Regions from separate parts of the Mus musculus genome. Here region 2 is linked to region 1. Evidence: chromatin contacts called from public capture Hi-C data. All regions are on one chromosome and are shown on one strand. Each heading gives the region's core, a stretch centred on a gene start, on an enhancer-like site or on the middle of the called end of the contact. The rest is flanking DNA. Distances are from core to core; before and after follow the strand shown.

Evidence for each region. Capture Hi-C pulls out chosen DNA fragments and counts their contacts.
Region 2: a contact with region 1 is called in a capture Hi-C map of embryonic stem cells, with 4 times the contacts expected there. The contact joins two enhancer-like sites. A contact is called at or near these places in 1 of 115 datasets of contacts at active chromatin or transcription factors (embryonic stem cells) and 1 of 9 other capture datasets (embryonic stem cells).

What each region holds. Positions count from the first base shown.
Region 1 is chr6:128,733,527-128,736,539 of GRCm38.p6, reverse strand. No RefSeq gene overlaps it. Among named protein-coding and RNA genes, the nearest start is that of Klrb1, 12 kb to the right of the region's middle. Within about 2 kb of position 1,374, at least 25 of the 459 cell types and tissues checked have an H3K27ac peak or open chromatin away from gene starts, as enhancers often do. A contact at or near this core is called in embryonic stem cells, where this site is marked.
Region 2 is chr6:129,073,643-129,076,748 of GRCm38.p6, reverse strand. No RefSeq gene overlaps it. Among named protein-coding and RNA genes, the nearest start is that of Clec2e, 26 kb to the left of the region's middle. Within about 2 kb of position 1,403, at least 2 of the 459 cell types and tissues checked have an H3K27ac peak or open chromatin away from gene starts, as enhancers often do. A contact at or near this core is called in embryonic stem cells, where this site is marked.

The DNA of each region.
Region 1 (3,013 bases), core at 125-2,624:
TATTTACTTATTTTTTAATGGCGTTTGGATAACCTGTGAAGGAACTGACCTGGAATGGAGGAATGGGGAGCTTTAGGACAAGCAAATGCTGATCTTCCCTGACCCAAACTCAGGCTCTCTGCTAGGCTTGAATCCTCCTGACCTCAACTTGGCTGCTCTTACTCCTAGGAACTGCACCCTCAGAAGCCCAAAGGCTCTTCCTGCCCAGTGCCCCCTGCTGCTCACCTAGGGAAACACACTTCCCAGAGCTTCATGGGCCTGGTCCCTCTGCTGCACAGTCCACATGTAGATTTATCTGGACTCTATTCTTCTGCCCTGTCACCCTCCACATTTCCTGTGAAAGATCAGTATGAGGCTGCACAAGGAGGTGGCCTTCCTCAGTGGTCACTAACAGATCTCAAACCTGAATCCTAGGGCAAACTGCTGGGGCCACCAACACTTAAGTTCTCGACACAGACTCCTACATGCTAGACTGCAGGAGAGGCTGGGACACATGGGCCGAGAATTCAACAAGAATAATAAGCATTATTTGGATGCTACTAGTTTTTGCCCACTGGTCCTCCCATCAGAGTCATTCAGTTGTAGACACCTCCTTTGAAAACCAGTAGCTCGGTATGTATTTCATTCCAACTGTTACATTTCCTTGAAAGGACTAGGTTCAGGATTTCTATCTATCTGGGTGCCATGAACTATGTGTGGTCTGGACTTGGCTGTGTGCTCTGGAGGGCAACTGGGCACCAGACAGCATCCTATTAATGACTTAGACTTTTCTTTGCCAGCTGAAGAAGTCCCTGCCCTGCTACATATATGTCCAAAATATACAAGGAGATTCAACAATTTTTACAAATTTAATAACCAAATAAAAAATGAATAAGGGACTTCAATAGGTACTACAGAAAAAGAAAAACACACTGACGGCCAAAATTATTTTAAAGAAGGAACAGAATACAAAACATGAAGTCAGTGTAAATCAAACTTCATGGCAAATCACTTCCTGCCTATCAGCCAAACAGAAGAAGGCAAATATCACAAAGAAATGGGAGAAACTGGAGCCTCTGAACATTGTCTGTGGGAATGTGATGAACATTGTCTGTGGGAATGTGAAATAGTGCAGCCTCTGGAAAACAGTGGATATTCTTCAGAAACTTAAATGGGACAGCAGCTTGATTCAGTAATCTGTCTTCTATCTGAAATCTGAAATTGATCATCTGAAATGATCAAAATTCAGGCCTTTAAGAGATCACATGACCACTTTTATAACCATACATGATGTGTAGCCAGCTTAAATCCCTGCCAACAGCTAAGTGTATATTCATCCAGTGGAATGGTAGTCAGCTGTTAGAAAGAAGATATATGGTTCAGGAAACAGGAGAACTTGGAGAACCTTATGCTAAATTGTGCCCTTCCCCCAGCATTGAATAGGCTAAACAAATCTCTGAAGGTTTTACAACCCAGCTGGACTCACTGCCTGGCCTTGCCACATTTGCATTTCCTACAGAGCCTTGAGCCTATTGAGCTTACTTTGCAACTCAATCCAGCTGAAACAAAGCAACAGAACCCAGTCAATGGGGCTTTGGGTTTTGCCTATATAAAACCAACTGAAAATTAAACATTGAGCCATGTTCAGAGAAACTTTGTCTTGACTTCATTCTTCTCTTGCCCACCTGTCCTATTCCATTCCCAGCCTCTCTTTCAGGTGTTCTCAGTTCCCTCTGGCTGCTGGACAGCTACACTAAGTAAGTAAGCAACTCAAAGAAAACAAATGCTGCCTGATTCCACACACAGGAAGCATCTGCAGTAGTCACCTGTGAACATCAAGGAAAGGAGAAATGGTCACCAGGGAATAGGGAGGGTGGAGAATAAGTAATTACATATAGAAAGTCAACCAGGCTCCGTAAATGCTAGAGACCTGCTGTACTACATTGCATCAGTCATCCCCAGATCTACTTTGGGTACAAAGTAAAAATGAGAAAAAGGGAGAAAGAGATGGGGGAGGGGGCTTGATTAGACCCTATCTCTGAGCTCTAGATGATCCTGCAACCATTTTCACCTAGGACAGAGGGGAAATACCTCCCTTGTGGTCTAGCAAAAACACTTCTGTGACTGATACTAGGAATCCAGCCTGTGCTTCTAAAACATACACTTCAAAGTCTCAGATTGGCCCAAGAGTCAAGGCTGTGAATGATCCAAATTGCTGTGACTGGTCAGAAACCAGTGGCCATGCTGGTCCAAAGGCTTTTTCTCAAGCTTCTCAGGAAGGTTGCTCTGTCTGACCAAGTCTGCCAGATGCCCTGATGCCCTCCTGTGCCCTTCCTCTGGTATTGCAACATCATTCCTCAAAAAGCTTCTATGGAGTGGTCTTCTCATGCCTTCTCTAAGCACTTCAGTCTGAGCAAGTAACACTAGGGAAGTAGCAGCAGGGAGAGCAGAGGTGACAGGACAGGAAACAGACGAGCAGAGGTAGGAACCGCTGAGTGTAGGCAGTCGTGCTGTGAACACAGCAAGGCAGCTGCTGCTGGACAGCTGAAGAAGCAGCAGATGATCGGTTTGTGAACAGTCAGGGAGGGAGAAGGGAAAAGAGGACAAAGAGGGCAGAGCTGAGGTTGAAGGAGCATAAAGGGCTGTAAGGAGCGAGAGAGAAGAGATATAGCAGGTCTTTGTTCTGGAAAGCTACCAAATCTTCATGGACAAGGGCCTCAGACCTGGGGCAGAGATCTGCAACACCAGCAGAGACAGGAAGTGAAATGGGGTCTCAGGGTGTTGATTACATAGATGTTGGGTTTGAGACTGAGGGCTCTTACTTATTTTTAGTACTTGGACCATTTATGTGGTCACCAGTTTTGACCAACACCCATTTCTGAAAGAGACTTGTCTGGCCAAGGTTGAAAGGTGATTCTTCTACAAAAATAAAAATAAATAGTTTGAAGGCAGTTTATTTGCATGTTCATTTGTCAAAACATCACTAGTAGATTCCTTCATAGGAGCTTCTTTGCCTCTCACTACTCAATGGGAT
Region 2 (3,106 bases), core at 154-2,653, 340 kb before region 1:
TGATCCATTTTCTGTTGATGAACATCTAGGCTGTTTCTGATTTCTGGCAATTATGAATAGAGCACCAATGAAAATAGTTGAGCAAGTATTCTGTTATAAAATGTAGTCCTTGAGTATATGCACATTTGAATATATCCATATATGAGTATAGGTGGGAATTAAGGTAAAAACCAATTACTAGAGTACTGAGGAACCACCACACTGATTCCCATAGTGGCTGTACAAGTTCACATTCAACAATAATGTGTGCTCCCCTTGGATCCTCACCAGCACGAACTGTTGGGTTTTTGTTTTGGGGGTGTTTTTAAAATCTATTTTGGCCATTTTGACTGCTGTAAAATGAAATCTTAATGTGGTTTTGATTTGCATTTCACTGATAAATAAGAATATTGACCATATTTTTGTTTCTCAGACATTTGTAATTTTCCTTTAAGAATTTTTCAAGTTATTTATGTATTTTAATTATTAACACTCTATCACAAACACAGATGGCAAAAAAAAAAAACCCACAAAACTTCCCTTCTGTACTCTGCCACTTTGTCTAAATGACAGACAATGTGCAGAGGATTCTCAGTTTTATAGGGTGTCATTTATTTATATTTATCTTACTGCCTGTGCTAAGCATGCGCAGTTCAGAAGGTCTTTTGCTGTGCCAATGAATTCAAGGCTATTCCTCACTCTTCCTCTTATCAAGTTAGTGTATCTGGTTTTATGCTGGGGTCTTTGATCCATTTAAAACTAAGTTTTGTGCAGACTGATAAATATGAATGTATTTGCATTTTTCTAGTGAAGAGAGTTTAAAGGTCAGTTTCACCAGTACCATTTGTTGAAGATGCTGGCTTTTCTCTGGTGTGTATTTATAGATTCTTTATCAAACATCAAGTGTTCAGGAGTTGGAGAAGTGGCTCAGCTGCTAAGAGTGTTGGCTGCTCTTCCTGAGAACCTCAATTCAATTCCCAGCACCGACATGGCAGCTCACATTTATCTTTAACTCTGGTTCTAGGAGATAGACACTTAAACACAGACACATACAGGTAAAACATCAATGCACATAAAAATAAATCATTTTAAAATGTCAGATATCCATGAGCATGTAGACTTATATCTCTGTCATTAATTTGAGTCTGATGATCAGCTGGTTTGGTTTTTGTTTTGTGGCCAACACCATGCTGATTGTATCACTAAAGATTTATAGTATAATTTGAGATCACAGATAGTGATACCTTCTGTAGCCTCCCTCAGTCCTGAAGCAGGCTGATCCAGACTCTGACCTTGCTGCCACTGAGAAGGAGATTACTTAGGGTGGAGCCTTCCGACCTAGATGGCTCTTTTGTTCTGTCACCTGCCACTGCTCTCTCCAAGACACTACTACCTGCTGAGAAGCCCCTGAGACATTTTGGAGGAACATCCTATTCTGCACATCTCCTACAGGCTGGCTCCAGACACCAAGAATGGACTGGTGGGGGATGGGCCTTCCCCTTTTATAAGTAGACTCTCTTAGTAAACTGGAGGACCTTGAACGGAATCATGTCTTGGTCTCCATTAATCTCTCGCCTTCTAAGTCTCTTTCAGCCCTAGCCTGCCTCTCTGGTGTACTCAGTTCAAGTAGGTCACAGGCCAGCATACAACAACCTTCTCCAATTCTTTTATTGTTCATTATTGTTGAACTATCATTTATTTTTTTATGTGTCAATATGAAACTGAAGATTGTCCTTTCAAGAACTATGAAGAGTTGTGTTGGACTTTTAATAGAGATTGCATGGAATCTGTAGATTGCTTTAGGTACAATGGTCATTTTTACTATATTAATCCTACTGACCCATGAGCATGGGAGATCTCTCCATCTTCTAAGTGTTTAATCATCTGTAGGACCTTTCCCACAGAATTTTGAGACTCACTTATATATACTATCATGTCTTCTGCAAATGAAGGTATTTTGACTTCTTTCTCTCCTATTTGTATACTTGTGATCTCCTTCTGTTGTCTTATTGCTCTAGCTAAGCCTTCAAGATATAGAGAGGGTGGATAACTTTCCTTTCTTATGTTGACATTCATCATGAATGGATGTTGAATTTTTTTCCAAATGTATTTTTTCATCTAATGAGATGATCACATAGTTTTGTCCTTTTTAGTCTGTTTATCTGATAGATAACATTGATTAGATTTATACATCTTAAATCATCCCTATATCTCTGATATGATACTTACTTGACCATGGTTGATGGTCTTTTTTATTTTTCTTACAATTCAGTTTGAGAACTTTTGCTATGTTCATAAGGGAAATTTGTCAGTAATAGTCTTTCTTTGTTGTGTGTTAGGTGTATGAGGATAATTGTGGCCTTGTTCGAAAAAAATTATATGTTTCTACTGTTTATATTTTATGGAATAATTTGAGGAGTATTGGCATTAACTCTTCTTTAAAAGTTCTAAATCAATCTGGCCATGGATATTTTATGGTGGGTAGACATTTAATTACTGCTTCTTTTCACTAGGTATTATAGTTCTGTTTAAATGCCTGTCTGATCTTGACTTGACTTTGCTAAGTGAAATGTGTCAACAAATTTATGTGTGTCTTTTAAGTTTTCCAATAAGGTATACTACAGATTTTTAAAGTATGTCCTTATTAGTCCTGGATTTCTTCCTTGTCTCTTGTTATATACCCATTTTGTCTCTAATTTTGTTAATTTACATCTTCTCTGGTGTCTTTTAGTTAATTTGGCTAAGGACTCATAAATCTTATTGATTTTCCCAAGGAACCAACTATTTGTTTCATTGATTCTTTGAATGGTTTTGTTGTTGTTGTTGTTGTTGTTGTTGTTGTTGTTGTTGTTGTTCATTGGTTTGCTTGTTTCTGTTTCATTGATTTCAGCACTGAGCTTGATTATTTCTTTCTATCTCCTTGCTCAGCTGTTGTGAGCTACTCACCAGAGAAGAACACTCACATATAGGTTTAAGCCAATAAAGAAGCCTTATTAGCCACCTGGCAATTAAACTGCCTGTTCAGGACCCCAGAGTAGTCCCATCTTTCCCAGGGTGAGCTTTTGAGCACAAAACCACATACTTGGTTAACACACCTCATTCAGAAAGAACAATTAGCCAGAAGCAA